Linked DNA regions of Mus musculus: region 1 is linked to region 2. Evidence: chromatin contacts called from public Hi-C data. All regions are on one chromosome and are shown on one strand. Each heading gives the region's core, a stretch centred on a gene start, on an enhancer-like site or on the middle of the called end of the contact. The rest is flanking DNA. Distances are from core to core; before and after follow the strand shown. Region 1 holds the start of Reln (reelin). Region 2 overlaps Reln (reelin).

Region 1 (4,397 bases), core at 1,713-4,212, 59 kb after region 2:
CACTGCCACACAGCCCAAGCCTCAGAGAGGAGCTGACATCGCCATTAACCGTCTATGGTGGGTGCCGTTCTACTCACCAGCTCTATCTCAACACAGTCGTAAGGGGGAAAGAAAAAGGAAAAAAAAACCTCAAAACTACCAGCTCTCCACCCAAATGCCATTCATCCAAATCCCCGAGCTTGATGGAAATCTAAGACAAACTCGTTTTTCCTGACATGAGTGCTGCATTTAAAAGGTTTAGAAGGCTAGAAAGAGATTCCCAAGCCCATATTTTACAGATTTCCTTACGTAAGTAGGCTTTTGATCAAATGACCTCCTCCTGCTTTCAACATTCATCAAAATGAGTCAACCACAAATGTATTTATTATGTTTTCCTATAGTGAGTCAATTCTTACAGATGCTATTTTTTTCATTTCCAAAGGTTTAATAATTAAAAAGCCACATATATGTATAATTTCAGTTTTAAGCATTTCTCCTACCTGTAGAGCATTTTATAGGAAAAACACTGAAGGCCTAGAGTTATACAGCTGGTTCCCAAAGCTTAAACTTTGATACAATATTTAATAGGAATTTAAAATGGCATTACTCTAATAATTTGACCTTTCAAGTTACATGATAAAATCCCTCCATCTTTTCTGGTGGCATAAGAGAGGTTCTGGGGACCTGTTCCCTACAATGTCCAGTCTGAAAGAATGCATTCATTCCCCTCTTTTCAGGCTTAGTGACATGACTGCAGTCAGGCTGTGGTTCATCTGCCAACTTTACAGCAAACCCAAAAGCTGTAGATGGTTATTCTCAGTCTCACTGATACTCCCTTCAGCAGTGATGTACAAAGGGTCTGTGTGGTGGGGGCTGATGCGGCTCTGTCATCAGAGACACCCCTCACAGCTTGACAGGAGCACCTTTTAGACCAGCATTCACTCACTCACCGACTAGCGGCTCTCACAGATAACCAGCTACACGTCTGCTAAGGGGCACGCCAAGTGACCACTGTCTCAGTCAGTCTGTAGGTTAGGTCTGGGTGGTCACCACACTGGCGTTCCTTTCACTGCAAAGATTTCCATGATCTCAGAAAAAGCACCAGATAACTGTTGGGAAGGGAACACGTACAAGCAAACCCTTTTATTTAAAGGACTAGTTACAGAAATTGATTTCCTAAAATTAAATTATGAAATTGCAGGAACAAGGCTGCCACCCCTCTGAGGAAGTTGTTAAAGCCACTGGTGTAAATATCTAGGATGAACAGACTCAGCCAAAGCCATTTGGAGGTGGGTAGGAAGGTTTTACTGAAACAGAAAACTCTTTAGCATTTTTACAAAATTTTCACTCCCAAATCTATGTGAAATGCCAGCCACCTTCTGCTCTGTCAACACCTGTAGCCTATTACAGACAGCACCCTTGGGATGGCATGAGTTCACTCAATGATAGTTTATGTCATTGGGTATAAATATTTTATGGAAATTTTCCAATTTAACATTTCCTATCATTAAGAAGTCCCAGAATGAAGACAGAAAGTACACATGGTTTATCTCCCACATATTTCACTTGATTAAAAGTATATGGACTACACTAAATTGCTCTTCTTGTAGCTAATTTTTATTTTTGAGTAATGTTTTAACCTCGATGAAGGACTGCATACTACATTAAATTACTCTTCTTGTTGCTAAAATTCAACTTTGCAGTAATGTTTCACCTCGATGAAGGATTGCATACTGATCCCTTAGGAGAGGGATCGCCTTTGTGGGGAGAAGCTTGTAGGTCCTGCCAGGGACTTAAAGCTGTGCAGATACAAGTGATTAGTAAGCATCGCCCAGACAATGCTAACAACAGCAAGCACCAAGCTAAAAGTATGAAGGGGATGACAGAAATCATCAATCACTGATATTTTAAACGACTCTTTAAAAGAATAAAGGGTTGGAAACAGCCGCTCTGTTTCTTGAGGACAGATCACTAGGGACTCCTGGCTGCAGAGCAGCGGGAACTTTTAACTGGCCGCCGGCATGGGCAGCCACCGACCAAAGTGCTCCAATCTGTCGGCAGCTGGCCGGCAAAACCCAGTGACAACCCCAGCGCCACCTGGGGACCCACCAAGGAGGACCCAGAACAGGACAAAAGTCTGGTATCTAAGTACTGGGGTTAGGAAAACACGATGCGCAGGTTCGGCAGCTGCAGGGAGTGAAGGGGTGGGGGACAGCAGTACCAAAAGCTTGTGTGGCCTGTCACATAAGCACCAGTTTATGTGTTAGGGGACAGTTGAAATCCCAACTCAGGACTCCATTCTCCACTAACTTTGTTCTCTCTCCCCAGGCAGCGCACCCCGCTGAGGTAGGAGGTTGTCCCGGTCTCCGGCCGGCTGGCCCCTGGGAAGAAGGAAAAGGATGGAAAGATGCGCTCGCGGGCCACCGTGGCGCCGTAGGGATGCCGTGGTGGTACCTACCATGGTATTCCTGTCCCGGTACGTAGTAGGTGGGGTTGCCCGCAATGTGCAGGGAAATGAGCACCTCGCCCTGCTCCCCATCCCCTTCCAGCTCCCCGTGGTGGGTGCACAGGAAAAAGAAAGGCGAGAAGCGCGGGTAGTAGCCGGTGGCCGCGCGCGCCCTCAGCGTCGCCAGCAGCAGCAGCACGGCCAGGACGAGAGCCCGCGGCGCCCAGCAGCCGCGCTCCATGCCGCCGCGCTCCGTGCCGCCGCGCGCCCCGCGCGCTCTCTCATCCACTTTCGGAGGCACCGGCACGGAGGAGCCGCGTGCGGGGAAGGCGAGCCGGCGGCGGGCTCGAGCCGAGCGGGTCCGGGCAACCGAGCCCGCGGGGGGAAGTTAGCGGGAGACCGAGGCTCCCGAAGTTACTTTGGGCCGCCGGAGCGAGAGCGCGGGGGGAACCGGGGCCGCGGGCGCCGAGAGCGCGTCGTCCGCCTCCGAGCGCCGCCGCCGCCGGTGTGCACGCGACGCCCCTCGGCCGGGCTTGGGAAAGTGCCCGCCCCCTCCGCACCTTCTTAAAGCCCCGGGCGCCGCCCCCTCCCCCGCCGCCGCCACACGTGTCCCAGCCGCGCCCCCGCCCCCGCGCCCGTCCCCGCCCCCTCGGGCTTGCCCGCACCTCGGGCTGTGCCCGGAGCACACGCGCGCCTCCCGCCCACGGCCCGCTCCGCCCGGAAGGGCAGGGCTGCTCGGCCGCTGCGCGAACGAGAGCGGCCAGAGACCGACGGGCTGCCCCGGGGAACCGGAGCCCCGGGCTCACGGCTGCCCGTTCTGCGAGGACGCGCGGGGAAGCCGAGGGCGGCGGGGACCGCGCTGTTCTTTGTCTACGCCGGCTGCAACCCTCGCCCCTCGGGGCCCGCCGCCCCCCAGTCCCCACGGCCAGCGCTTGTCCTGGGGACCCTCCCGTCAGTGGCCCCAACCGCGACGGTGCCCCGCGCGCGCGAGCCCTTTCCAGTCAGGCCTCGCGGCCCCGTCGCTGCCCCGGCCCGGGTCTTCAGTGGCAGCCAGGCTGAAAGGGAGATTGGGTGACGGTGCGATTGCCACCTGGAGTGGTGCGGGGCCAGATCGTCGGGCTTCTCGGCCGTGGGGATTGTGGTGAGGGGACCCGACAGGCGAGCTTCGCCGGACTCTGTATTTACGCGTTGCTAGGGGATTCCTCGGACGGAGATGGGGGTAGTAAATTTTAGGTCCGAGTTTATTACTTCTACATGTCATGCATGACCACTGTCACTGGGGTGGGGGAGGGGAAGGCATGCAGAGGAGTGGCTGGCAGCAGCAATGAAACCGGCGTTAATGAGCTATCTCACGCAGGACTGCGGGCAAGTGAAACCATCCAGAAGCACGTTTTTTAACCGAGCACCGCTGGCAGGAGCCCCGAGGCACCCAGAGACGGGAGAACAGAGCTGCCAGGTTTTAATGCATTTCTCCAGGCTCAGCACCAAGCCAAAATAAGCCTTGCTTGTAAAGAAACCAGGAAACTGTAATGTCAGAAATGGTAGTCTTTGCCTGAGTTTGGGAGAAGGGCGTCAGAAGGCAAGATCCAAAGGGAGACCTCTGTGGTAATTTCATTGCAAAAGATTTTTTTTTTTCTGCCACATTCACAGTTTCAGCAGATAGGAAGGACCTAACTGCCTGTTGGTCTCCATTACTTCCAATCCTCCCAAAGTTCAACAGCACACATATTCATACACGCGACTAATATTACACTAGAGCAAAGTGCCATGCAGGCTGCACAGGCTTGTAGATCATTAGCCTAATGTAATCCTAACACCACCACCGGAAGAAGCAAAACTTCCCCCATTTCACAGGGGAGAAATCAGAATAGCTTGCCCCAAGTAAGACGAAGGCTGACTCTAAAGATGCCTGGCCTGCCACTGTCTACAGCCCGAGCTCGAGCTCGGGAGGAAACCAGCACGACCGGACCAC
Region 2 (4,340 bases), core at 1,024-3,523:
TTTCATATTCCATAAATTCCCTCTACTTGCTCTTATGTTTGTATATGGTCATTTGACTACTGTCTATCCACTAGATTAGTGGAAACAGTCATTAAAATCACCCAGGGCAGTTCAGTTGTTTTTGAGAAATGACTACTAGGTTCCCCTGCCCCACCCTACCCCAGATTCTGTTTCACCCCATATGGAGTAATCCTAGAACTACGCAGATGTGTTCTGTGTTTTATGTATATGTGTGTGTGTGTTGTTTTATGTATGTGTGTATGTGTTTTATGTATATGTGTGTGTGTGTTGGGATGCTAAGATAAGAGCATTGCCAGGACTCCAGAACAGCCTGGGTGGCATCACATGCAAGGCAAGCTTCTGGGCATACCTGTAAGGTACTCTCTCGATTAGGTAAACTGAGGCAGAGGGGTCATCCTAAAAGTGGACCACCTCATCCATGGGATTGTGTCTCTGACAGAGCATGCAGAGGACCCCACACAGAATGCATGTGGAGCACAGCACCTGCCCTTCCTGCTTCCTGATGCTGACACAATGTCTGGATACCTTAGGCTCCGCACCAGGACTTCCTCCATGGTGGATGGAACCCTCCAATCACAGCCCAAAGAAACGCTTCCTCTCGTGAGCTGCTTTAGTAATGGGTTGGTTGATTTGTTATCACAGTGACGGGAAAGTAACTTAGAAGGCTACCTGGGGCTACAAAAACATTTTTAATTGATTAACTTAAAAACTAAGAAGAATCATCTAAGGAGCTTTAAAAGTTAGAAACCACAACTCCAGAGCTTTTGAAACTGACTGTACTAGGGTAGAACCTGGAGTGTAAACATTGCATACTTGAAATAAATATTATTCTAAAATTCACATTGACCTCGATGTCTTAAATTTTTATCAGCTAAATTTGGCAGCCAGGCTTATGAGTTCTGCTATAATAAAATGGTAACGTTTATGTACAAATTATAGACACAATTATAAGCAGACCCTTCATCTCTGGGAAGCACAAAAAGGGTGGGAGGAAACAAGTGAACTATTTATACTTAAGAAGATTATTTCTGCCCAAGTAGAGCCTTAGAAGTAGCCTTAGAAGTAGACACCAGAGGTTGCCGTCTTCACAGCATTGGCAGCAGAGGCTAACCAGGCCGCCTGCCTTCACGGTGCAGGCTGCGGGCACAATGACGATGGACGAATTCAGGATGGAGAGACGGGGAAAGCAGGAAAATGAAGCACTGTATTGGTGAAGTGGTGGCAGCAGCCTGGAGCTTCTGCAGACGAAGACTCTGAACACGCCAACCACACCGTGGTACTGCCCCCACACTGTGCAGCAGTGAGGACCTAGATGAGGAAAGGTTCACTTTCTAGATTAAAGCACCTTGAAGGACCACTGTGGTCTGTGATGCCACCAGAGGCCATGCCTGTCTTTGGTCCACGCTGCTGCCCCAGGCCATGAGGAAATGCTGAGATCCAGGTGGATGTATACATTCTGTGCCACTGCCAGACGCTTGGGTGATGTCCTCGGGCTTTGCTTCCTCGGGGAGCCATTTGGATAGGAGTGGCATGTCTACACAACTGAAGCCATATTGCAGCCCACGGCCCATGTAGCCTTTGGGGCCATGAGTGGGTGGATGGTCCTGAGATAGCTAAAGGGCCATGTTGATTTCTGTGGCCCATGTTGCCACGTGGTCTGTGCTGTCCATTGAAGGCATGCTGATGTCTGGAGACACAGGAGAGCTGGCTCTGACCCTCGCCAGCAGCTGTACTGTGGCACTTGTGATAGCATGGACATGGGCAAGCCAGCCTGTTCTCCACTGTTGATGGCTTCTGGTAGGGGTGGAGATGGAGAAAGACTCACCTTCTCTTGGGGCTAGCCACGAGGAGTTTGACCATGCCCCAGTGAGTACACAATCAACACAAAATGAACTTGTGTTTTGTTTGGGTTTGGATTTGGGGGAGGGGAGATACATGGCAGGGGAGGTTCACTTTCTGGATTAAACCATCTTGAAGGACCACTGTAGTCTCTGATGCCACCAGAGGCCATGCCTATCTTTGGTCCATGGGGTGACTAGGAGAGGAGTTTGATCTGGATGCATGGTGTGAGATTCCCAAATAATCAATTTTTAAAACAGTAGGTGTCAGCAGATTAAATTTTTGCCTGGGATCTTTTCTATTGAACACATGGCCAATATCAAACCCAGTATGACAGTGAAGTGCCTTCTGGGTTCCTTTCAACCCCAAGGCCAAGGACCTTGTCTTGGATAAGCAGAGTAGTGATGGAGCTTCAGCCCTGGTGCTCTGGACACAGGCTTCTGCAGAGGAAAATACTTACTAAGTAACATGAGCTCATGTGGCTATGGATAGTGTAATTCCATCTGTGCCCTCCCCCCCCCCCCCCAGCAAGGAAAGCACTTTGTAGTTTTATCATTTTAGCATAAGACCAATGATTTTAGGTCTTACATAAACATATTAAATTTGCATTTTGATTCTGAATACTTTATTTAATCCCACGTTGATGTGACTGGAGCATATGGGTAACACAGAGATTTCCAAATTGGGAATCCTCGGGGATTAGTGACGCTTGTGTAGCCTTCTGCCTCTCCAGAGGCAACCTGCCAGGTCTCTGGTCTAAGAGAAAACACTGTACTTGAGTAATTTAAGTATTAAGTGACATGCTTTTATAACTACCTGTAGAATTAAATTATTTTAACAACTACTGCGGAGTCATTCTGTAATGCTTCTTTGTTAAATACTGTGGAATTTTTCACTCACCTCCAGACTGGAATAGCTATTTGTGAAAACTGAATGATGCATAGATGTCAAAGTCAATTCTATCAAACTGAGTGAAAAGCTCAGAAGTTTACACAATCCCCGCTATGACAGTAGACAGACAGAGGGACAGAAGAGAGACAGAAAGGATGTTGGGAAAAGTGACTATCATTTGATGTTGGTGGGAACGCCAACACATGAAGCCACTACAGACTTCAGTATGGCAGTTCCTGGAAACCCTGAAACAGAACTGTCATATATTCACTCCTAAGTATATACCAGAATGGCTCTGGGCCAGCATACTGCAGAAATACGTGCGCACTCGTGGTGATGTCTGCACTAGTCACAACACAGGAAACAGAGTCAGCCTAGATAGATGCCCATCAACAGTGGAATAAGAAAAAATGGTACATATACATAATGGGGTTTTATGCAGGCTGTAAAGTGAAATCATGACCTATCTGGGAAAATGGATACAACTAAAAAGGCATTATGTTTAGTGAAACAAGCTGAGTTCAAAATAATAATTATATTTCCTCAGATATGCAGAACCTAGGCTCCTAGACTTAAAACTGTGGGTTTATTTATAGGCCATGAAACTAGAAAGCAAACCATGAGGTGGGAGGAAAACACCTTGACGGAGGCAGGAGACTAGACAGTCATGGAATGCACATGTAAGAAGGCAAAGTGAGAATAAATGAGGGGGGGGGGCTCTCAGGAACACCGGAGGGTGTAAGAGAAGACAGTGAGGGGGGAAAGAGTAGAATATAATACAGGCCAAGAAGCCATGTATGCTAAACAGGTTGGGGGAGGAAGGGAAGGAAAGAAGGAGGGAGGGAGGGAGGGAGGGAGGGAGGGAGGGAGGGAGGGAGGGAGGGAGGGAGAGAGAGGGGGATTGTCTCCCAAGACCATGGTTAGCTGAGCATTTACACAGCAGCTCAATCCACCTGATTTCCAGAACAAACATACACAAATGACTTTACATTATTTGCCCTTCTAATAACAATAACAAAAGCGGAATACTTTCAAAACTGATTGTTTCCTAAACAAAACAGATGACATAACTGTATAGAATCCTAACAATCCCTGGCACCTTCTAACAGGACGGCTTACCGAATCCAAAGGCGCTGGAGCCTCCAATGCTCTGAGAAGACTGGATGCTTGTCGAGGTATAGAGTCCCGTCACCAGCAAGCCATCAAAGAAGGTGCTTGTTGAAATTGTAACTGAAATACAGGAAGGGAAGAGAACCTTCAGCTACTACAGTGTGAGTGAGCAGGTACACTCTGGAGTCTTAGGTGTAGGCATTAGCCAATGAACCAGTTATTTCTGCCCTGTCTGTAGTGTACAAGTATGCACATACACACATATACACACTCACACACATACACAAATTGCAGAGGAGACAAAAATTTCAAGACTTCAATACTTATAATTGTATAATTGCTGGTACTGAATTTAGTACGTAGTCCTACATTTTTGCATCTATTTGCACATTTCCAAGCTACACTGAAAATCAGAAAATGATGCACCACTGGATAGCGTTCTTCCCTCATCTCCACTCCTACCTCTGGAGGCCATCAAA

What was found. Hi-C and Micro-C count contacts between places; a contact is called where the count stands out from the background.
Region 1: a Hi-C map of cerebellar granule neurons shows a contact between it and region 2, with 3 times the contacts expected there. The contact joins the promoter of Reln here to the enhancer-like site in region 2. A contact is called at or near these places in 2 of 39 promoter capture datasets (cranial neural crest and maxillary cranial neural crest), 2 of 484 Hi-C or Micro-C datasets (both in cerebellar granule neurons) and 3 of 9 other capture datasets (adipose tissue, liver and pancreatic islet).

Annotation. Positions count from the first base shown.
Region 1 is chr5:22,341,743-22,346,139 of GRCm38.p6, forward strand. Reln (reelin) reads right to left here and starts at 2,963. Exons shown (of 65, transcript NM_011261.2): 1 at 2,438-2,963. The coding sequence starts at 2,666.
Region 2 is chr5:22,283,023-22,287,362 of GRCm38.p6, forward strand. Reln (reelin) reads right to left here. Exons shown (of 65, transcript NM_011261.2): 2 at 3,871-3,981. Among named protein-coding and RNA genes, the nearest start is that of Reln, 60 kb to the right of the region's middle. Within about 2 kb of position 2,274, at least 2 of the 459 cell types and tissues checked have an H3K27ac peak or open chromatin away from gene starts, as enhancers often do. A contact at or near this core is called in cerebellar granule neurons, where this site is marked.